Regions from separate parts of the Zea mays genome. Here region 1 is linked to region 2. Evidence: chromatin contacts called from public Hi-C data. All regions are on one chromosome and are shown on one strand. Each heading gives the region's core, a stretch centred on a gene start, on an enhancer-like site or on the middle of the called end of the contact. The rest is flanking DNA. Distances are from core to core; before and after follow the strand shown. Region 1 holds the start of LOC100191542 (Polygalacturonase inhibitor 1). Region 2 holds the start of LOC100274001 (ATP-dependent Clp protease proteolytic subunit).

Evidence for each region. Hi-C and Micro-C count contacts between places; a contact is called where the count stands out from the background.
Region 1: a Hi-C map of ear shows a contact between it and region 2, with 2.4 times the contacts expected there. The contact joins the promoter of LOC100191542 here to the promoter of LOC100274001 in region 2. A contact is called at or near these places in 2 of 25 Hi-C or Micro-C datasets (ear and leaf).

The regions. Positions count from the first base shown.
Region 1 is chr6:179,185,432-179,189,912 of Zm-B73-REFERENCE-NAM-5.0, reverse strand. It overlaps LOC100191542 (Polygalacturonase inhibitor 1), which reads left to right and starts at 2,966. Exons shown (of 1, transcript NM_001136973.2): 1 at 2,966-4,481. The coding sequence starts at 3,119. The coding sequence ends at 4,411. It also overlaps the pseudogene LOC100274677.
Region 2 is chr6:178,975,383-178,980,255 of Zm-B73-REFERENCE-NAM-5.0, reverse strand. It overlaps LOC100274001 (ATP-dependent Clp protease proteolytic subunit), which reads right to left and starts at 2,542. Exons shown (of 9, transcript NM_001148387.1): 1 at 2,271-2,542; 2 at 1,705-1,820; 3 at 1,382-1,600; 4 at 1,183-1,287; 5 at 1,012-1,074. The coding sequence starts at 2,475.

The DNA of each region.
Region 1 (4,481 bases), core at 1,717-4,216, 210 kb before region 2:
AAATATAACACATATGCACAACAGTCCTGTATTGGTGGATGTCATTACTGCAGTCAAGGTGTTTGTTTACTCATAGTGTTGCTTATTTATTAGGCCATCCAACCTGAAATGTGTCATGTGCCATCACAACATTGATTTACTCCATGATACATATGGAGTGGTGAAGGGAGATAGTCCTTGTTAATTGATGTTAATTTGATTCTCATGCCACTTTACTGTTTTAGTAATCACTAACTTCTCTACCACATTTCTTGATTGCTAGGCTCTCTGTAGTTTACAAAGTTACTTTTGTTGTGAGCTACTGTGGTAACTGATAACAACCATCATCTTTATATTAGTTATTACTTATTAGGATGTGCAACATCTTGTACTTTTCGGTACATGCAGGTATACGAGTGAATGGTCTCTTTACTTCAGCGGATTATTTTGCTGCTAGCTTTTGTTTATCACACAGATGCAGTTAATGCTTAATCCTCAGAGCTGCATATAACCAAGTGGTGCTTACCTGGATTTGAGGACCTCTGATGCTTGTTTTATCTCAAGTCAGCCTTTTGAGTCTTCATGTTTCTTTGAAGAACATCATTGCATGCACTATCCAAGCAATTTGTATTTCTTCTCTGTTTCAGGAGTGATGGTCGGTTCCTGTTGGTGGTTATCAGATATTCAGATAGTGTATGTGACACCTGTTTTGCTTCCGGTAGAAGCTACGGCAGACCCACTTTTACAGAGTTTTGATAAACTTGAGAGGAAAAGGGTCATAGTTTATTCAACAAAGTTACCTGGTCCGATTTCTCTATTCCATGGATGCAGAATGATGGGTGCATACGAGACACTGATGATCCTAAAAAAGGGGACAGCCTGTGTATGTATTCTGAAGGCAGGGACGAACCACATGGTGAGGTGAGGTGGTGTTGGTAGGGAGTAGGATTGTGAGCATCATCATTTAATGGAATGTTATCAGTGGGAATCAATAGTTCTTTTTTTATGGAATATTACAGGAGATGTTAGAGCAGATCACTGATAGTAGCCTTTACCAACACATGGGATCCACATGTCAGAATGGAGGATGTGTGAGAGAGAAAAAAGGTGACAGTTGCTGTGGTCCCCTTTATTTGAGGAGAGATGGGAGGTTTTTTGGTGACAAAAAAGAAAAAAAGAGCAATCTGGGAACTGCTGGAGCGTCTCCACCAATATATAACAGTTTTATGAGCATGAGGGATGATATTGCCGAGCTGCTGGTGATGCTTTAATGATCGATGTCAAGGAGTTGTAGTGACGCAACAGGAGATGATAGAGTGCTGTCGGATGGATGGAGTGAAACTGCCTGCTGCCGAGGTGGCCGACGGAGAGCATGCTGAGTTGAAAAGGGGTGTTGGCCACGCTCCACGATAAGTATGTTATGTTGCCCCCCTGTCATTATTTATTTATTTGTTTATTTCAATTTAAATTTGCATGCAGTTAGGCTGGTAACGTGAACAGTCTCTAATCACATGATTGCTGTTCCCTGTGGAAGGAATGCATGGGTCACCACATTGTGTTATGCTGCCTTGGGGCACGTAGTTTATCAACAACATATCTTATGTTTTTTTTTTTGTAGAAAAAATCATTCCCGTATGCCCTTGACTAGGAAAACATATGTCGGCCCATCATCTCAGAAAATTCTCATCCTGGAAGTGATGTCCTTAGGATTGAGATTCAGATTCTCATCCTGTCGGAGCATCGCCAAATGTAGCGGTGGCCTGGGCATCGCAAATTCTGTAGGTACTACTAGAATGGTGAATGGAGGCGCCGCACCACACGGGTGGGCCGGTTTTTTTTTGGTTTTTAACCTTTTTCGAACAAAACTTACAAACTTACATTTAGATCCCTAGATGATTTATTTCAGTTGCTATAGGCTATGACGCCGAGTTAACACAGAACGGCGGCGACGCGGCGGGAAGAGGATAACGGCGGTGTGGCATGAGAAGATCTATGGTGCCGAGCTAGGGGTCACGTCGGCTTGCACGTCAACCCTAGCCGCCGTCGTCACGTAAGAGCTCGGCGTCATAGGCCATGACGCCGAGCTAGGGGTCTAAAAACTGAAGTAAGTTATCCAGGGATCTTAGTGTAAGTTTTGTTCAAAAAAAAGGTTAAAAAACAAAAAAAAATCGGCACAGGTGGGCTCTGCCATTGGTGGTCGTATTAGATCAGAGCCGGACTTTGTCAGGACGTGAGCAGAAAATGCTTAAATTGTCATTATTGCCCACAGCTCAGCTCAGCTCAGACAACCATCGGCTCCGTCCGTCCTGTACTAGCAAGAAACAATTCAAACCGACCGTTTCTATCCATTCCTGACTCCTTTTGGCCTTGTTACTTTAATTTGATGGATTACCGCCTTGGGTCTAAAAGTGGAAGGGACTCTTTTGAAGCCATGATAGGTAGGAAGGATATCTTGCCCAACAGCTGATTATTCCAGATAATTCTTCATTCTTAGTAAATATATATATTCATTCATGTACACGTCTCTGCATGTACAGTACAGTACAAGAGATCACGGCCTCACGGGTTACGCCCCGCACTTAAAACAGCGGAGGGTACACCGGCCGGCATGCACATACGCATACTTGTGATATACGCAAATCCAATCCCACAATGAAACAGTCTGCAGGCGACGCGGCACGGCACGTGTGAAGCCATGATGGATGGATGGATGGTGTAGGAGAGCAGTACGCAGACAGACGCGCCTCCGCCTCCCTCCATGGACTGGACCGCCGCGGGGCGGGATTGTACTCCATGGACGACGACACGCTCATGGCATACTACGCTACCTGCACCGTGCTCCGAGCCCAGCCCAACCGATCTTCTTCCTCCTGCCTGTGCCTGCGGATCTCCATGACCACCCACCGACCGCGAGGTAAAAAGATGTGTCAGGGAAGACGAACCGGACTGGAGCACCGGCCCCACCTACTCTATGCACCTATTTAAATCGCTCAGGTTGGTTGAATTGTCCTCCTCCTCCCTGCTCACTGCACTGTGTCACCACTCGCTGCTCCACCTCACTTCACTCGAAGGCCTTCCGTCCATCTCCCAAGGCGCCCCCGCTTGTCCTCTTCCTTCCGTGTCGGCCGAGGCCACGCACATGGCGCTGCCTCTGCCACCCCTCCTCCTCCTCCTCCTTGGAATGCTCGCCTCCCGCGCGCCGGCCCAGACGGCCACGCTGCACGAGCGCGACGCGGCGGCGCTGCGCGACCTCCGGGCCAGCCTGCGCGACCTGCCGGGCTCCCGCTTCTTCGACACCTGGGACGACGCCCGGAGCCCCTGCGCGTACGCCGGCGTCGTCTGCGCGCCCGACGAGGACAGCACCCCCACCCCCACCTCCGTCACGCTACGCGTGTCCGTGCTCACCCTGGGCACGGGGCTCGCCGACTCCCCGGGTCTAGCGGGGACGCTCCCGGACTCGCTGGCCACACTCGCGGCGCTCACGGACCTGGTCCTCTACCCCGGCCGCGTGTCCGGCCCCATACCCGCGGGCCTAGGCGCGGGCCTCCGCCGCCTCCGCCTGCTGTCGCTGGCGGGCAACCAGCTGACGGGCCCCGTGCCGGCCTCCCTCGCGGGGCTGCCCGACCTCCACACGCTCGACCTCGGCGGGAACCGCCTCGACGGCGCCGTCCCGCCGGACCTGCTCCTGCCGGCCTCGCCCAGCCTCAAGGTGCTCATCCTCGCCAACAACGGCGGGGTCTCCGGTGAGATCCCCGCCGGCTTCGCTTCCTCCGGGCTGTTCCACGTCGACCTTGCGCGGAACGCGCTCGCCGGCGCGCTCCCGCCGCTGCCGCCCACGCTACGGTACCTGTCCGTCGCTGGCAACACCATGGAGGGCACGCTGGAGGGGGCCTTCTGCTCTGGCGACGGCGGCTCTGCCAGCCCGCCCCTACCCGCCGACCTGGCGTTCCTCGACCTGTCCATGAACAACTTCTCGGGCCAAATCCCGGCGGCGCTGTTCGCGCTGCCGGGCCTCTCGTCACTGCTCCTGTCGCGGAACAACTTCACGGGTGCGCTGGCCGTGCCGTCCCAGCAGCAGCAGTGGGCCGTGGTGGACGTGAGCCACAACGGCATCTCGGGCGAGGTCCCGGAGGCGCTGGCGGCGGCGGCCAGCCTGTACGTCAACAACAACCGGCTGTCCGGGGAGGTGCCGGCGGCGGTGGCACGCAGCGTGCTGGACGGGCGGATGACCACGCTGTACGCGCAGCACAACTTCCTGACGGCCTTCCCCGTGCCGCCTGCCGCGCCGCTGCCGGACTCCGCCGCGCTCTGCCTGTCCTACAACTGCATGGACCTGCCGATGGCGTCCGCGGCCGACGGATGCCCCACCATCGGCGGGCCCCTCGAGGCCAGGCCCGCCGAGCAGTGCCGGAGCACCACCGGCGACGGCTGACGGGCGGACTGAGATGTGATGTGACACGGGCGGGTGGACACGCACGCTCGCGGCACGTCACCCGGCACGG
Region 2 (4,873 bases), core at 1,293-3,792:
GGCTTTACGCACAATATTGATGTGTGTTATAAGCAGCAGCTGCGAAAGGGCCTCTAGCCGAGTTGGTTAGGTGGTATGAGTAGCACTCCTCAGGTCATGGGTTCGACTCCCCGTGGGAGCGAATTTTAGGATGTGGTTAAAAAAATCCTCTCGTCTATCCCACGTCAAAGCAGGTCTAAGGCTCAGCCCCAGTCGCGGTTGCCCACACATGGGCTTCGATGCCGCTGTGTATGGGTGGGACAGGGGTTCGGAGGTTTTCTCGACCTATGTGAGAAGGTCTTCTTCTTAATACAATACTCAGGAGCTGTCTTACCCCCCGCAGGTCGAGTTTTTTTTATAAGCAGCAGCTGCTACTACTACTACAACAACTCTGCCAGCGCTTTTCGGTTGCTACTCCACATCAAATAAATTGTCTAAGAAATTAAGCCCAAATTGATCCAGATTTGAAATAAGGCAACTTTCCCACAAACTTATTAGTGCTGGTACATTAACTTCATCCCACACAATTGTTTCATAATCATCCTTTTGTCGATTCAGTTTTAATGGTTCATTATGGTCGCTGATTGTGGTTAAGGTTTGTTGGAGAATTCTTTTTATGTAACTTATTTATCCCTATAGTAGGGTTTGTACAAGTCAGTTGTACTCTTTTCTTATTAATATGAATGACGCGCAATCCCCCCCCCCCCCTCATTCAAGGAAAAAGGTCTTGAAAGAACCTAAATGTTCTGAAACCCAGTCATCGTCTCCGGCAGGCAACAATTTATCTTGCTTTCAAGTTTTTGGCCAAAAAATAATAAGGTCCTTAATTATGCAATGTATTTAATTGCTCCAGAATCTGGATTCACACTCCTGATCCCTGTATCCACTCAAGTATGCACAGAAACTCTACGAGACTACATTCAAAGTTCAAATGTAGATATATAGTCCTAGGCATGATAATAACATCATTGACAATGGCGTAAAATTATGCTGGATTATCAGTCAGCGATTAGAAGATACAGCCTTACATACATTGATAAAATCAGCAATTGCATAAGCATCAGTTTCAGATGCAACAAGCTCGTTATTTTCGTCCTGTTACAGCACAGAAGATGTAGTCATATAAATAGTGGCAATATGCATCAGAAACATATGAAAGATGACATGGCTTCTTATTTTTCAAATATTCAAACAACTGCTTACCATAGTTCCAGTGGAGTTTATATACAGATAAATGGGTTTTGTGCGGTCGTCATAGTCTAGCCATAGAAATTGAGCAGCAATAAGCTCAGTTACTGCTGGAACAATCTGCCAGGACAACAACGACACCAAATGTTACCATTGTTGATCCAAAGCTTCAAAATATTATGAATAATGAAGAGGTAGAAAGTTGATCTCTCACAGGCATTCCAAGAAATATAATTCGAGAGTCCAGTAGCAATGACGGAAGATCTGGAGCAGAGCTTCTCATTCTTCTATATCCTCTCCCTCCTCTGCCCATGCTCATGCTCATGCTGCCCCCCATGCCCATACCCATGCTGTAACTTGCAGGGCCCTCATGCATGCCTGACAAGGTGTACATACCAAACTCATCGTAGCTCCTCGCAGCAGAAACGCTTTCCTAAAGTTCACAAGAAAAACACCATCTCAACTTTGCTGCATTGATGCAACGGAATGAACTTGACAGAATAGAAATGGGAAGGGGCTCTGTATAACATCACTAACCTCTGTAACTTTCTGGGACTGCCGATTATAAGGGTTATCGTCATTCATAAACATTTCCATCTGAGCATCACTTAATCCATAAAGGAATTGAGGAACATGCTTGTAATTATCCATCACTGCCAGAGGACGTAATACTTAAAAATGGTGCAAAGATTTGATTGACAAGATACAGAAGCAGGTGTAAAATGTTGTGGCCGCTACACAAGTCATGCATGTGTAAAACGTGCAGAGCTTGATAAACTTTTTATCGAAGCATTCGATGGGTGTTTAGGAAGACAAAAGAGGTCCTCTGATGCATAGTCAACAAATAAAAAAAACAGAAGGTGCAGATATCTTTTTTTTATTTTTCTTATGAACCAGCTAGTAAACTTGGTCATGTGCCAAAAAGTTAAACCGCCATCTAGAATATTTAGACCTGTGCCAAAGATTTGCAAGCTCATTAAATTGGAAATCATCAAATCAAGGCCAACATTGTCCCTGAAGTCTAACACTTTGCGGTGGATAAATGAACGTGTAGATACTGGTGTTTCGCTGAACTGGGTGCCCACGGTTGACAGAGCACTCACGTCCATCCTTGAGGTTCTCCTCGCGGAACTGCTTGGGGATGTGGTCGTAGTTCTTGCGGAATCCGCCGTCGCCGTAGTAGGCGAGGCACCTCCAGCTGGCGGGCGGCCTCCTCGGGACCTTCCCCGCAGGGGCTGGGGAGGTCGACGGTAGGAAGGGGCTCCGGGACGAGGTGGCGGCGGGAGGGCAGCGCAGCGCTAGCGCCATGGGAAGCGGGGTGTGTGTGAACTGTGGATCCCTCCCCCTTCTCGTCTCCTCTCTTCGCGCTTGCGGGGGATTGGATTGGAATCGGGACGGGATGGATAGAGGGAAAATATCCTATGCAATCATTTATCCTGGTGCAAGCATACAATCAAGCGATCTGGTGCATCCGATCTAGATCTAATGATGACTGTTATTTTATATTTAACCCCTTCCACCTAAAACATAGTACTTATTTTACTTTTAACCTCTTTCATATGAAACCGTTGGATCTGGATTGAATGCTCTGGATAGTTTGATTGCACGTTTGCACCAAAATAAGTGATTGCACAGGATATGTCCTCATAGATAGAGTGGACAAGGGTAAAGTGGGGATTAAAAGAGATATCATTTCCCTTGAACTCTTTTTTGTGCGAATTCACTCACCGTGGGCTTGAAGAGAATTTGCCAGGCCAGCCCAGCCCAGCCCAGACCAGGATCGCTTAATCGAGCCCACTATGCTGGACCGTACTATGCTCGATTATTTTAGCAGCTGGACTAGACTAGGACCAAATAACCTGGCCGCCACCTCACTTAACGGTCTGGTCGATGTGCGATGCTGTGCATGGCGGATGGCCCGAGCCATACCGGCCGGCAGCTCGCGTCCAGCAGACCCCAATCATCCACACTACGCATACGTCATATACTAAATACCAGATGCCAAGAAAGGAATTAAATATAATAGCTACTACACAGCCCGATGTAGAGATGGCAATAGATCTCCGATTTCTCGCTGGAAATTCTTTCTTTAGTGCTAATCTAGAAACTCTATTTTCTCAAGAAATTCCTATTTTTTATTAGAAAAATGAGGTTCTCAAACTAACCTTCAAAATATGAGGATGCAGAAATTTCTCCCCCGACGGGTATGTAAATAGGGAAATTTCTCCCACGGCGGATGTTAGGGGCCTTCGGCTTACGAAGGTCCTCAAAAACAGGATTTAACAATATTTCTGGAGTATAATGTGTGAACAGGTATCTTCGGACTCAAGTCGGTATCACAGCAGACCAGAATAATACGAAGGTTGATACAGCGCCGAAGGTGTGAGCAGGAAAGCTTCGGCGTGGTAGCAAAAAATGAAACCGACTTAAAGATGAAAAGGCTATTCAGACCTCGATAGACTACTATAGAATTATTATCAAATGTAAAGGGCATAAATGTAATTTTGTATGGGTTGTGTCCTGTGCCTATAAATAGATGAACAGTACCCCCGTACTGTTCACGCTGATCTGGCACTTGCTTTTGTGCCACACTTGTACTTTCATTTACCTCCAAGCTAAAGGTACATTTGTAATTCAATGTTATTTCTGTTTCTTCACAATAATAATATATAATTTTCTATGCTATCATTCATATTCCTTATAATCCATTCTACATCATAGTTTGCTATGTTTATGAAGGTATGTCCTTCATAACCTTCGTCCAAAAATCATTATATCTTAAGGGAAATAATGCTTCGAAGGACGAAGGACATTTTAAATTAACATTTTCTGTGTTGCCTTGTTCTTAACTCATAGCATTTGAGAACAAGTCCCCAACATTGGCGCCCACCTCCGGTGAACTCACTTCCACTCTTTGAGTTTTTGAACACCTTCGGCGATCATAAACCTTCGCTATGGCGCCGAAGAAAGCTTCAGCAGCTGGCACTGCAGCTCTCCAACCGCTGGACCACAATCAGGAGACTGTCTCTCTTCGGGAGGCCCGAAGCCAGAAACGGAAGGCTGTTAGTCCAACACCGCCAGAGGATGAGATAGATCAAGAAATCAGAGACATGGAGATCCTTCATCAACAGGTGCAAAGGAAGAAGGAAAAGATGGTCAGGCTAGCTGAACTGCAAAGGCAGATAGACGAAGCCTCTGAGGAAGTTCGTCATCTTACCCAGGATGAGCAACACCGAAGGCCTCAGCACCAAGACCTTCATCAGGAGGGTTTCCTCAATGAAGATGACTGGTATGACAATTTCCATCATGGGAATTTTGTTTTTGATGATGCTTCTCCTCTATCCGCTGAGCTGCAGGCTACACCTTGGCCTCCGTCCTCCAAGCCGCCTCAGCTTCCCATATTTGATGGCCACTCAGACCCGAAGCAGTTTTTGATGAGTTACGAAGCAACAGTATCTTCATATGGTGGCAATGCTGCGGTCATGGCAAAATCTTTTGTTATGGCTGTCAGGAGTGTTGCTCAAACCTGGTACTCTTCCCTTCGACCAGGAACGATCACTTCGTGGCAAAAGTTGAAGGACTTGTTGTTAACCAGCTTCCAAGGGTTCCAGACGAAGCCGGTCATGGCTCAAGCTCTATTCCAGTGTACCCAGGATCACGAAGAATACCTTCAGACGTACGTCCGAAGGTTCTTGCGTTTGAGGGC